2 separate regions of the Sus scrofa genome follow, and region 2 is linked to region 1. A link is a contact called in public promoter capture Hi-C data. All regions are on one chromosome and are shown on one strand. The core of a region is the stretch at or near the end of the contact, and the rest is flanking DNA. Distances in the headings are between cores, read along the strand shown.

Region 1 (5,052 bases), core at 1,566-4,065:
GAGGCTCAAGGAGCTTAAGTTTTCCCAGATTTCCTCCTGGAATTCTCTCCTCCACCCTGAGGAACGAGGCCAAAGGTAAATCCATCCTCTAAGGCACTGACCTGCTGGCATCCCTGTGCTGTGTTCCCACCTAACCCCTGCATGTCCCTCAGGCATTTGGTCCTTGGGAGAGTAAACAGAGGACCTCAGCAGTTCCTGTCGTGGCCCAGCAGGTTAAGACCCCAACTAGTATGCAAGAGGATATGGGTGTGTGTGATCCCTGGCCTCACATAGAGGGTTAAAGGATCCGGCATTGCTGTGGCTGTGGCATAGGCTAGCAGCTGTAGCTACAATTGGACCCCGAGCCCAGGAACTCCCACAGGCCATAGGTGTGGCCCTCAAAAGAAAGAAAATGAAAACAAAACAAAACAGAAGGCCTCAGCTACCACCAATGCCCTAGGCACAGTGGTGTGGGCTCTTTGACCACACCAGCCTCCTTGCTGGTTTCTTGGCCACTGAGACTCCCCGGGTAGTACCCGCAACATGGTGCTCAGACCACTGCCCTGCTCCAAGTTCTTCACTTCTGCAAAGCTGATAGGTCCATTCTTATGCCAGGCAGTCAGTGTCCATTATCATCTGGCCCCACCTGCTCGCCTCCATCATTAGACACGCATGCTCCACACACATGGGATATACAGCAGGGGACCACTGGGAGTTCCCAGCATAAGCCAGGTCCCCTGTCCCTCCCTAACTGCACCAGGTGTTCTGTGCTGTGTCTGGAATACTTCCCTTCCTGTCCTCTTATGTCCCAACACGCGCGTACACACACACACATACACTTACCCTCTGCCTCCCTTCCCTCCAGATGTTTGTTTGCCTGGAAAATTCCTCCTCACCCTTCAAATCGCAGTCCAAAGGAAGCCAGAGTGCCCCCCAGCACAGACTTAGAAGCTCCCTGCCCAGAGCTCCTGGCCTCTGGACACTCCCCAGCCCAAGCCATGGCCACACTGTGTTCTCACCAGTTCTATGTCAGTGTCCGCACAAACTGTGAGTTCCTTGTGGGCGGGCGCAGAGTGGGTTTTGTTCTATCTTGTAGGCCAGCCCTGGGCCTCAGCCCACACCAGGTCCTTAGTAAACACTGGTCAAGTGAACAAATGCACAAAAGCTTCTCTACCGCAGCTTGTCCTGGTAGGACAGGGATGACACAGCCTCGGGGACCCAGAAGTGACTTATCAAACAGAGCCACCAAACGCTGGGATTATCCATTCTCAAACTGTTTCTCCACTGAGGATAATGATATGAGGCTCAAAGAAGGGAGATAATGGCCCAAAGTCACACAAGTTAGGGGCAGGGACAGAACTCTAGTCCAGGCTTCCTGGCTCTTGACCTGGGACTAATTTCACTCTCTAGCCCAAAAAATGTTTGAAGCTGCTCTAAGCAACTGTCTGGGAGGCTCCACCAGTAGTTCCATCTCTCAGCTCCTGATTTGCCTCTTTCCCTGATAAGAGAACAGCTACAAACTCATTGAGCCTCAGTTGCCACATCTGTCTAATGGGGAAAACCTACCAGAACTCTCGGGGCTGCAAGAAGGATTGAGGGAGATCAGGATGCACAGAGGTGGAGGGGGTGGTGAAGTCAGCCAGAGCAGGGTTCAAATCCTAGCTCTCCCTTTTGTGTGACCCAGAACAAGGGAGTTGCCTTTCTTCATCTATAAGTGGACAATACGAACTGAATGGTGAGGAATCCATGCAGCCAGGGATGCCATGTGCTGGACACAGAACTGGGCACATAGTAGGTGCACAATAAATGCTGACTATCATCACCATCAATATCATCCCAGAGCCCATTTCCCCATTTCTCCCCCCCCCCAAACCAGGAACTTAGCTGCCCCCTCCCGCTGGAACGACTGTGTTGCAGTGACCTTTAGTTAGGCTGATAAGGTAATTCCCGCCCATGGCTTCAAGATACCACCCTCCTGCCCAGAAAAACCACACGTTTGCCTGGTTATCCTTGTGCCTTAACCCCCAAAGAGCAGCAGAGAGGAAATTATGAAGGGGATGGTTGCTCTGATTTATCTTGCTGCGCTTTCATTATTAGTATATAGAAATGGAGTGGATGGGAGTTCCCGTCGTGACTCAGTGGTTAATGAATCCGACTGGTATCCATGAGGATTCAGGTTCGATCCCCAGCCTCGCTCAGAAGGTTAAGGATCCCGCGTTGCTGTGGCTGTGGTGTAGGCCAGCAACTGTAGCTCCGATTCGACCCCTAGCCTGGGAACCTCCATATGCCGTGAGTGTGACCCTAAAAAGACAAAAAAAAAGAAAGAAAGAAATGGATGGAAAAGTTAGTGTTTGGACACCACCTCTCCCCCCATCACGCCTCTGTGCATCCTGATTTCTCTGAGCCCTTCCTGCCACCCTGATCTGATCGGCTCCATAGATTTTTTTCCCCATTAGGCAGATGTGGCTGCTGCGGCTTGGTGCATCTGGCTGCAGCCATTCTATCCAGGCATAAGGAAAATCAGCAAGAGGCTGGCTCCTCTAAACCCTAGCTGGGCAACCCTGGGCATGTCAGCCTCACCTCCCTGGGTCTCAGTCCTTCATCTGTAGAATGGGTATACTTTCACCTGCCCGCCAAGCACCAGCCCCCAAGCCAATGAGAGTACAACGGTCAGCCTGTCACTGAGACAAGAGACCCCACAAGCCTGCCTGTGGCCCCTGGAGGTGGCTGGGCCTCTTCCCTCCCATTGTGGAGGGGGCAGGAGAGAGCAGGTCACAGCTGCCTCCCCTCTCTGCCCTGGAGGAAACCCTGAACCAGAGGCCTGAGTGTTTACAGCCCTCTCTGGGCAGGCGATGGGTTACGTAATGCCAGATGTTTGTGCAACTGGCCTGGGCCCAGGTCTGAGACACGCTCTGCAATCCGGAGCCCCTCACCGGCCCCCTTCCCTCTCCCCCTTCCCCCAGTCTGGCTCCCCTCGGCCTGTTTGCTGATTGGGAGCTTTCGGCTGCGTGGATTATTCCATCACCCTTACCCTGAAAGCTGAAAAGGGCCCCAGCCTGGTCCTGCAGGTGAGACACCCCACTCACTTCAGAGACCATGGGGGCCTCAAATCGCGCTCTCTCGGCCCCGCCTCACTCTTCTTTGACTAACACCAGCCTCTTCCCTCCCCTCCCCCCTCTCCCCACCCTCACCCCTCCCGCCCCACTGGAGCCAGCCTACCCTTTGCCACCTGAGGACCCCCAGAGACAGCAGGAACGGATTGAACAGCGTGGGACGGTCCCCGGGCATCCGCCATGAGGTCACCAGTCGGCCCTTGAGCGGGCTCCCGGCCTTGCCCTCTGCTGGCCTCTTGTCTGCCTGTCAAACAGGGTCCAGTGTTGGTCCCCAAGTCCCTTTGATGGGATGGGGGAGTCTCTGACGACAGCCTCCCCTGCCCGTGCTGCCATGCCCACCTCAAAGGCCCTGGGTCCCCATCTTTCTTGTCCACACCGCGTGGTGTCGGCCGACAGCTCTCCCGGGGCTCGGCACCCCTGGGGATGAGCAGGAGGGGCTTGGGGACCACAGATGTGTGTTCAGCCCGCATGGGGTTTTCAGATTATTTGTATCACGTTCCAGTATTAAATAATCAAGAGGTTTAGTCTATAACTACATACTTCCAGCTGCTCTTGAAATGTCTAAAGATGGAGAAACTCTGGGCCCCTCTTTCTTCTCCCAACAACCATGGGAGCCAAGGGCTCACCCATGGGCCTCCTAACCCCGGGGCCCCCCATCCGCCTCTCTCCTCACCTTTGTGAAGGAGTCACAGGCGTCTACAGCCACACCCAGCAGAGCCCCCAGGCGCACCCCCTTTGGAGTTGTCCTTGTTGGGGAAACTGAGACCCCAGTATGGCAGAGGCATTTGCCCAACATCACATAGCAGGTGACTGGCAGAGGCAGGACAGAGCTCAGCTGTCCCAACTCTCCAGAGTCCAGAGTCTCTGGACATGGGACATGAAGCATCAAAACACAGGTCCAGGGGGTTTTGGGGGGAGGAGGGTCCCCACTCTGTCACCACATCCCCATCACAGCCCTGACACTAGACCGTGGGCTCTGTGCCCGGGCTCCAGTTCACCTCTGGCCCACACCCAGGCACAAGTGCTCTCTGAGGGTTTGTGAGTGCCTGCCTGCCTGCATGCATGCTGCATGAAGGAGGCAGTTATCAATTCTGTCCAACCCAGGCTTCCCGGAGGTGGAGTGAGAGGTTTTCTATGTTGCTGGGGCCGGCCTATTTCATGATGACTGGAGGGGGACCCCTGCATTGCTATTTCCTCTTTGTTCACACACCCCAGGAAGTATGAGGAAATAATCCAGAAAGAGGAAGCGCAACGGTGCCAGAGTCCCTGTGAGAGCGGGCAGGGTGCTTAGTGACCAGTCCCCTGTCCTCTCCCATTTCACAGATGGCAAACCTGGCCCACCAAGCAGTTTAGGTTGCTGCTTCTATGGCGGGAGGCCACGCTGGCAATCAGGGCAGAGCCGGGAAGCGGCGTTGCTGGGAGTCCTGAGCCCTGGGTCCTAATTGGAGCCCAGCCACCGCCACCAACCAGCTATGTGATCTAGGACAACTGTCCTGCCCCTTGTTTCCCCATCTGCTCTTTATCCCCCCAGCTCTGACTAGCAGCAGGGCCAGATTTTGGGGCTCTGGGCTGCCAGACAGACGCCCCCCATCACACCCGGCTTCGAGGGAACAGCAGGACAGCAGGATTAGGAGAGCTCAGCCTCAAACAGCCCTGTCTCCTCCCCGCCTCCCGCTGCCCCAGGCCCTCGGCTCTGACCTCACCTCTCTGGAGGCTGCGGGTGATGAGAACAGTCTGTTTGGCAGGTCATGGGCAGGGGCGGGGCGGAGCAGCTGCTCCAGCTGCAGCCAGGCCTCAGGGCAGCCTCGGCGGGTCCCACCCTTGCTCTCCCGCCCCGCCCCGGGACCCTGGAGAGCCTCCAGGCCCAGCTGACTTCCGTACCCCCTTGGTGTTCCTCTGGCTCCGGCTCCTGGAAACCCTACCCTTTCTCCCAGCCTGGCCAGCCCTCCAGAACCAGAAG
Region 2 (5,052 bases), core at 981-3,480, 33 kb after region 1:
AGAACTCAGACCTGTCCGAACCCCAGTTTCTCCTCCTGCTCCACACTTGCCGTCTCTCCACCCACTGGGAGAAGGTCATTTGCATGGGAGGCGGACTCACAGGGTTTTCAGGCCTCTGTTCCCTGAACTTGAGACTGAGGACAGAGGAGCTGTGATTGGAGGTATCAAGACAGGTAGAAAAGAGTCTTTCAGGTTCATTTTTCTGGTGGGGAAGCAGGAGAGGAAACGAATGTATCCTGATTTAGCCACATGTGACTCGGGCTAAGCAGGGCCAGACGCCTTTAGGGAGAAGCACTGTTGCCCCACTTTACCCATTAGGAGAGGGAAACCAGAGAGGGCAATGACCCAAGGTCACACAGCAGGTAAACGGCAAACCTAGGACTGGAACGCTGGCCCGCCTGGCATTTACCCCAGGGCTTAGCCAAAAACCACACAATCACAAAGTGAGAAAATACCTCCCCTTCCTTCTTCAATACCTTCAAGGAGGAAGTCTCCAGAGGGTGGGGGGTACATTTAATCCCCAACACCCATCAGTCTCCCATTTTAACGGAGAGACAGCAGGATTTGATCAGAGCCTTTAGCTGACAACACATTCTTAGAATTTGATGATATTTCTGGGGTGTTTTTCTTTTTCTTTCTTTCCTTTTTCCCTTCTATATAAAGGACATCCTAGTTTTCTATTTGTGGTGGCAACGTGAAGTTCTCCTTTAGTATAAGGGGAAAAATGGTATTGATTTCAAGAACAATAATGTAAGTAATAGATTATAGGAGGATTGGCAAAAAAAAAAAAGTCATAAAAGGAAGAGAATGACTAGCCTTTGGGAAACTTTAACATGGTCCCACCACCCACTGTACAGATGGGAAAATTGAGGCTCAGCCCAGCAGGAAGGTCCATGTCTGAGCTCAGCTGCAAGTTGGTGGCCCAGCCAGCTTCCCTCTCCATCAAAGACCCCACCCCCCACCACCCCATCACAACCCCCCCACCCCCCGACCACTCAGGAAAGCCTGCCCACCTGGTGTCTTGCTCTGTGGGCCTCCTCAGGGTGGAAGCAGTTTTGACAGCAGCTCTGGGCAAGCATATTAGCCTCAAAGCGTTCAGAGGGGGCATTCCCAGCCACCCCCTCCATATCGGCCGGCCGGGGCAGCTCCTGGGATCCGATGGTGGGGCCTGGGAAGAATGGGGGGAAGGCAAAGGCCAGATGACTGGCTGGCAGCCCACCCAGACTCCAGTCCCAGCCCCAGACAGACAAGAACCAAGGAAATGAGGTTATCCATCAATTCTTCCAGCTGTTCATTTATTCACTCAACAAACACTCATGAAGCATTTCCTAAGCACCAGGCACTCTGCCAAGCATTTGACATGTGATTTCTAGTCATGACTGCAGTGTTGCTCGAAGTGTATTTTGAGGACCCTGCATTATTAGACTCAGCTGAGCTGCTCATAAAATGCATATTCCCAGTTCCCTCCCAGCTCCACCCAGCAGAATCTCTGAGGTGACGCACTTACACAAGGCATATATACAATGCGTTTTATACACGTCTCCTAGGTGATTCCAACGAACCCCAAAGTTTGAGTGCCCTTGCCTTACAGTTATCCTGCGTTGTAGATCAAATTAATGCCAATTTCAGATAAAGCAACTAAGTTCCACAGAGGTTCCATAACTTGTTCAAAGCCCCAATGGCTGGACTAGATTAAAACCCTGGCTGTGTGTCTCCCCACCCTCTCAGGGGTGGACGTGAGTGACACTGGATCCCACTGCCAACTCACACAGGACCCTTGGGAAACACTGGGAATGAGGCAAGAGGCCAGTGAGGTATTTTCGGAGGTGAGGACAAAATCATGGATGAAAGGGAAAACATAAGGTCATACAGCGAGTGTGGCAGAGCTTAGCCAAAGAGAGAGCCTGGTGATGGGACTTGAGCTCAGGACTCCAGGGCCAGGCCTTGAGGAGGGGAAGCCCTGTCAGAAGAGTGACTTGAAGATGCCCTCCTCAGCCCAGAGCCCCAGGAGGGGGTGGGAGGGAAAGGAATCCACACCCAAACACGCCCGCACCTTACCGTGCCCCCAGGTCACTTGCTCATACCTGTGCAGCTTCCTCCAAAGCGTCCCAGGGGATCCGGCCTTAGCTGCCAATCTCAGCGGAGAGCGAGGGAATTTCACGTTCTCCCCTGGGGCCACCAGGGAGAAGATTCCTGGCTCCTTCACCATCAGACCTGGGGAGGTGGCAAGGCACGGTGGGGGTTGGGGGGCTCTCACTGGCCCTTCGGCGCCCCCCCCTCCCCGAGGTCTCCGTCGACGCGTCGTCTCCCCGCTCCTAGTGGTGGAGGGGGCGGGGTGGGGGGAGCGCGTCGGTCCGGCCCAGCCTGGGCGGTTCATTCCCAGTCGCGCCACATAAAGAAGCATCGCTTCAGACGGAGAACGGCCGTTTATTTCCCTAGGGGCAAGTGTGGGGGGCTCCACTACTTGTGCCCCTCACCGCTCCCGCTTCCTCCTCCCCACTCCCAGCCAACCGGCAGAATTCTTCTCTAAAATGCACTTTGGGTGTGGATATAACAATGAAAAACCTTCGGTGGACACACATGCCCCACCCGGAGAATGGACCCCTGGACCTCTCCATCCAGCCATTCAGCCAGTCCCTCCCAGAGTCCCTCACCCCCTCTACCTTTCCCCACTTGCCTCCACTCTCTTCCAACCTCTCGGCTCGTGGCGCTGACCTCGGCTCGGGTTTCCACACACAGGGGGGTGCGGGGGTGGGGTGCCAGGGGTCATAGCCTCTCTATTTTAACAATGAATCAGAACGTTGCCCGGGAGGGGGATGAAGACCACGCCCCCTCCGCTCTCGCATAGGCTCGATCTAGGTGCTTCATTTACATGAAGAGTGTAGGATTGGACAACCCGAGGACAAGGGGAGGGGCGGAGGCGGGCGGCGCCCAGATGCCTCAGAGTGCGGGACCCGCCGCACGTTTAGCCTGAGCAGCAGTGTCTGGGTTCCCAAGGGGCTCTTGAGAGGCCTGGTACTGGCGGGTCTGGCCTCTTCTAATCTCTTTCCCTTCCGTTCAGTCCCGCTACAGTCCCCTAGGCTGGCTTTAGCGCAGACCTTAGGCTAGAGACTTAACCTCCCTGGGCCTCAGTTTTCTTATCTGTAAAATGGGGCTTCTAATGGTACTTGTGAGGATGAAATGAAATGCCTAGGATTTTTGACCATTTGCGCATCCATTCGCACACTTCCACTGAAGCGGAACTCAGTCACGAAATGCACAGCTCTTTCCTTGAAAAAAAAAAAAACAATCTGCTTTTAGAGTTCCCTGGTGGCTCACTAGGTTAAGGACCCAGAGTTGTCACTGCTGTGGCTCAGGTTGCCACTGTGGTGCATGTTCGATCCCTGGCTGGGCAACTTCCATTTGCTGTGGGCATGGCCAACAAAATAAAACATAGCAGTTTTTGCTGTGGCTCAGCAGGTTAAGGACCTGACATCTTTGTGAGGATGCAGGTTTGATCCCTGGCCTTGACCAGTGGGTTAAGGATCAGGTGTCGCCATGGCTGTGACATAGGGTGCAGATGGAGCTCTAATTCAACCCCTGGCCTGGAAACTTCCATGTGGCCCACCCTGCAGCCATAAAAAGAAAAAGTAATAGTAAATAAAAATAAATTTAAAATCTGCCTTTTTTAAAGCTAGCACTCTGCACTATGTGCCAGGTCCTATTTCAAATCTTTATATTTACAGGTTACAGGTTGCATAGTAATCTGAAGGATTAAGTACCAGCATCCTCATCTCATAGCAACTAGGATCAGGGAAATTAACTAACTCGCCTACGCCACACAGCTAGTAAGTGGCAAAGTCAAGACTAAAATCCTGGTGGGTCTGGACTCTACCTGCCACTACAGAGCCTCTTTGTTCACTAATTCGCTCAGACATTCATAGGTGCCTGGTACATACCAGGCCTGTGCTGGGCACCAGGGAAATGGCAATATGAATGAAATATGGCTCCTTGTGAAAGAGAAGCCTACTGACCAGTGGGAGAGATGGACCCCTGAACAGGTCATCCTGGCCCAGGATGGAACAGGTGAAAGCACACCTTCATAACAAGGATAATAATCTTTCTGCTCAGTCGCAATTACTGTAAACAAAACAGAGAGTAGCGAGTCTCTAGTACTTCCTGGCTGTGTGATCTTGAGAGTTACCTGCCCTCTCTGAGCCACGGTACTTGGTTTGAATTTGAAGCTCAGGAGATGGCCACAGCCTACTAGCCAGCCTCCTCCAAGTCAGCAAAATCTGGAGCCTCCTCAAAATCTAATATTTAATGAATTGTCAGTTGTGGGTGCTGAGGACACAACAGCAAACAAAAGAGTAAACCTCCTTTTTTCAGGGTGCTTTTACATTCTAGTGGAGACAAACAGATCCCAAACAAAATAAACAAGCAATAGAGTATGTCGCCTGGGAATAGGTGCTAAGGAGAAAAATGAGGCAGGAGGGCCCGGAAGTGGCTGGTGTGGGGAAAACATTACTTCTTTTTTTTTTTTTGCTTTTGCTTTTTAGGGCTGCAGTTGGGGCACAAGGGAATTCCCAGGCTTGGGGGTCGAATGAGAGCTGCAGCTGCCGGCCTAAACCACAGCCACAGCAACACAGGATCCGAGCCGTGTCTGTGACCTATACCACAGCTCAGGGCAACACTGGATCCTTAACCCACTGAGTGAGGCCAGGGATTGACCCCACATCCTCATGGATACTGGTTGGGTTCGTTATTGCTGAGCCACGACGGGAACTCCGTCATTATTTCTTAAATAAGGTGGTCAGGGAAGGCCTCATGGAGATGGTGACCTTTGAGCAAAGACCTGGGGAAGATGAGGCAGTGAGTCTGCGAGTCCTGGGGAAGAGCATTTCAGGCTGAGGGGGACAGCAGCAGCGAGGCTGCAGTGGAAAGAATGAGGCGGGGAGGGGGAGAGTCAGTGGGCTGTGCTGCGTTCTCTCTAGCGCCTCCAGGGCAGGGAAAGGGTTGGTGGGGGCTGGGCAGCAGCCAGGGTCCTGAGGCCGGCCTGGTTGGAAGGAGACA

Evidence for each region. Promoter capture Hi-C pulls out the DNA fragments that hold promoters and counts their contacts.
Region 2: a contact with region 1 is called in a promoter capture Hi-C map of liver, with 2.3 times the contacts expected there. The contact joins the promoter of TRIOBP here to the enhancer-like site in region 1. A contact is called at or near these places in 1 of 5 promoter capture datasets (liver), 11 of 47 Hi-C or Micro-C datasets (alveolar macrophages, blood, embryonic fibroblasts and 7 more) and 1 of 2 datasets of contacts at active chromatin or transcription factors (skeletal muscle).

What each region holds. Positions count from the first base shown.
Region 1 is chr5:10,096,701-10,101,752 of Sscrofa11.1, forward strand. TRIOBP (TRIO and F-actin-binding protein) reads right to left here. Exons shown (of 23, transcript XM_021091502.1): 10 at 3,199-3,336. Among named protein-coding and RNA genes, the nearest start is that of TRIOBP, 33 kb to the right of the region's middle. Within about 2 kb of position 2,816, at least 17 of the 83 cell types and tissues checked have an H3K27ac peak or open chromatin away from gene starts, as enhancers often do. A contact at or near this core is called in liver, where this site is marked.
Region 2 is chr5:10,130,438-10,135,489 of Sscrofa11.1, forward strand. TRIOBP (TRIO and F-actin-binding protein) reads right to left here and starts at 2,231. Exons shown (of 23, transcript XM_021091502.1): 1 at 2,085-2,231; 2 at 1,014-1,168. The coding sequence starts at 1,127.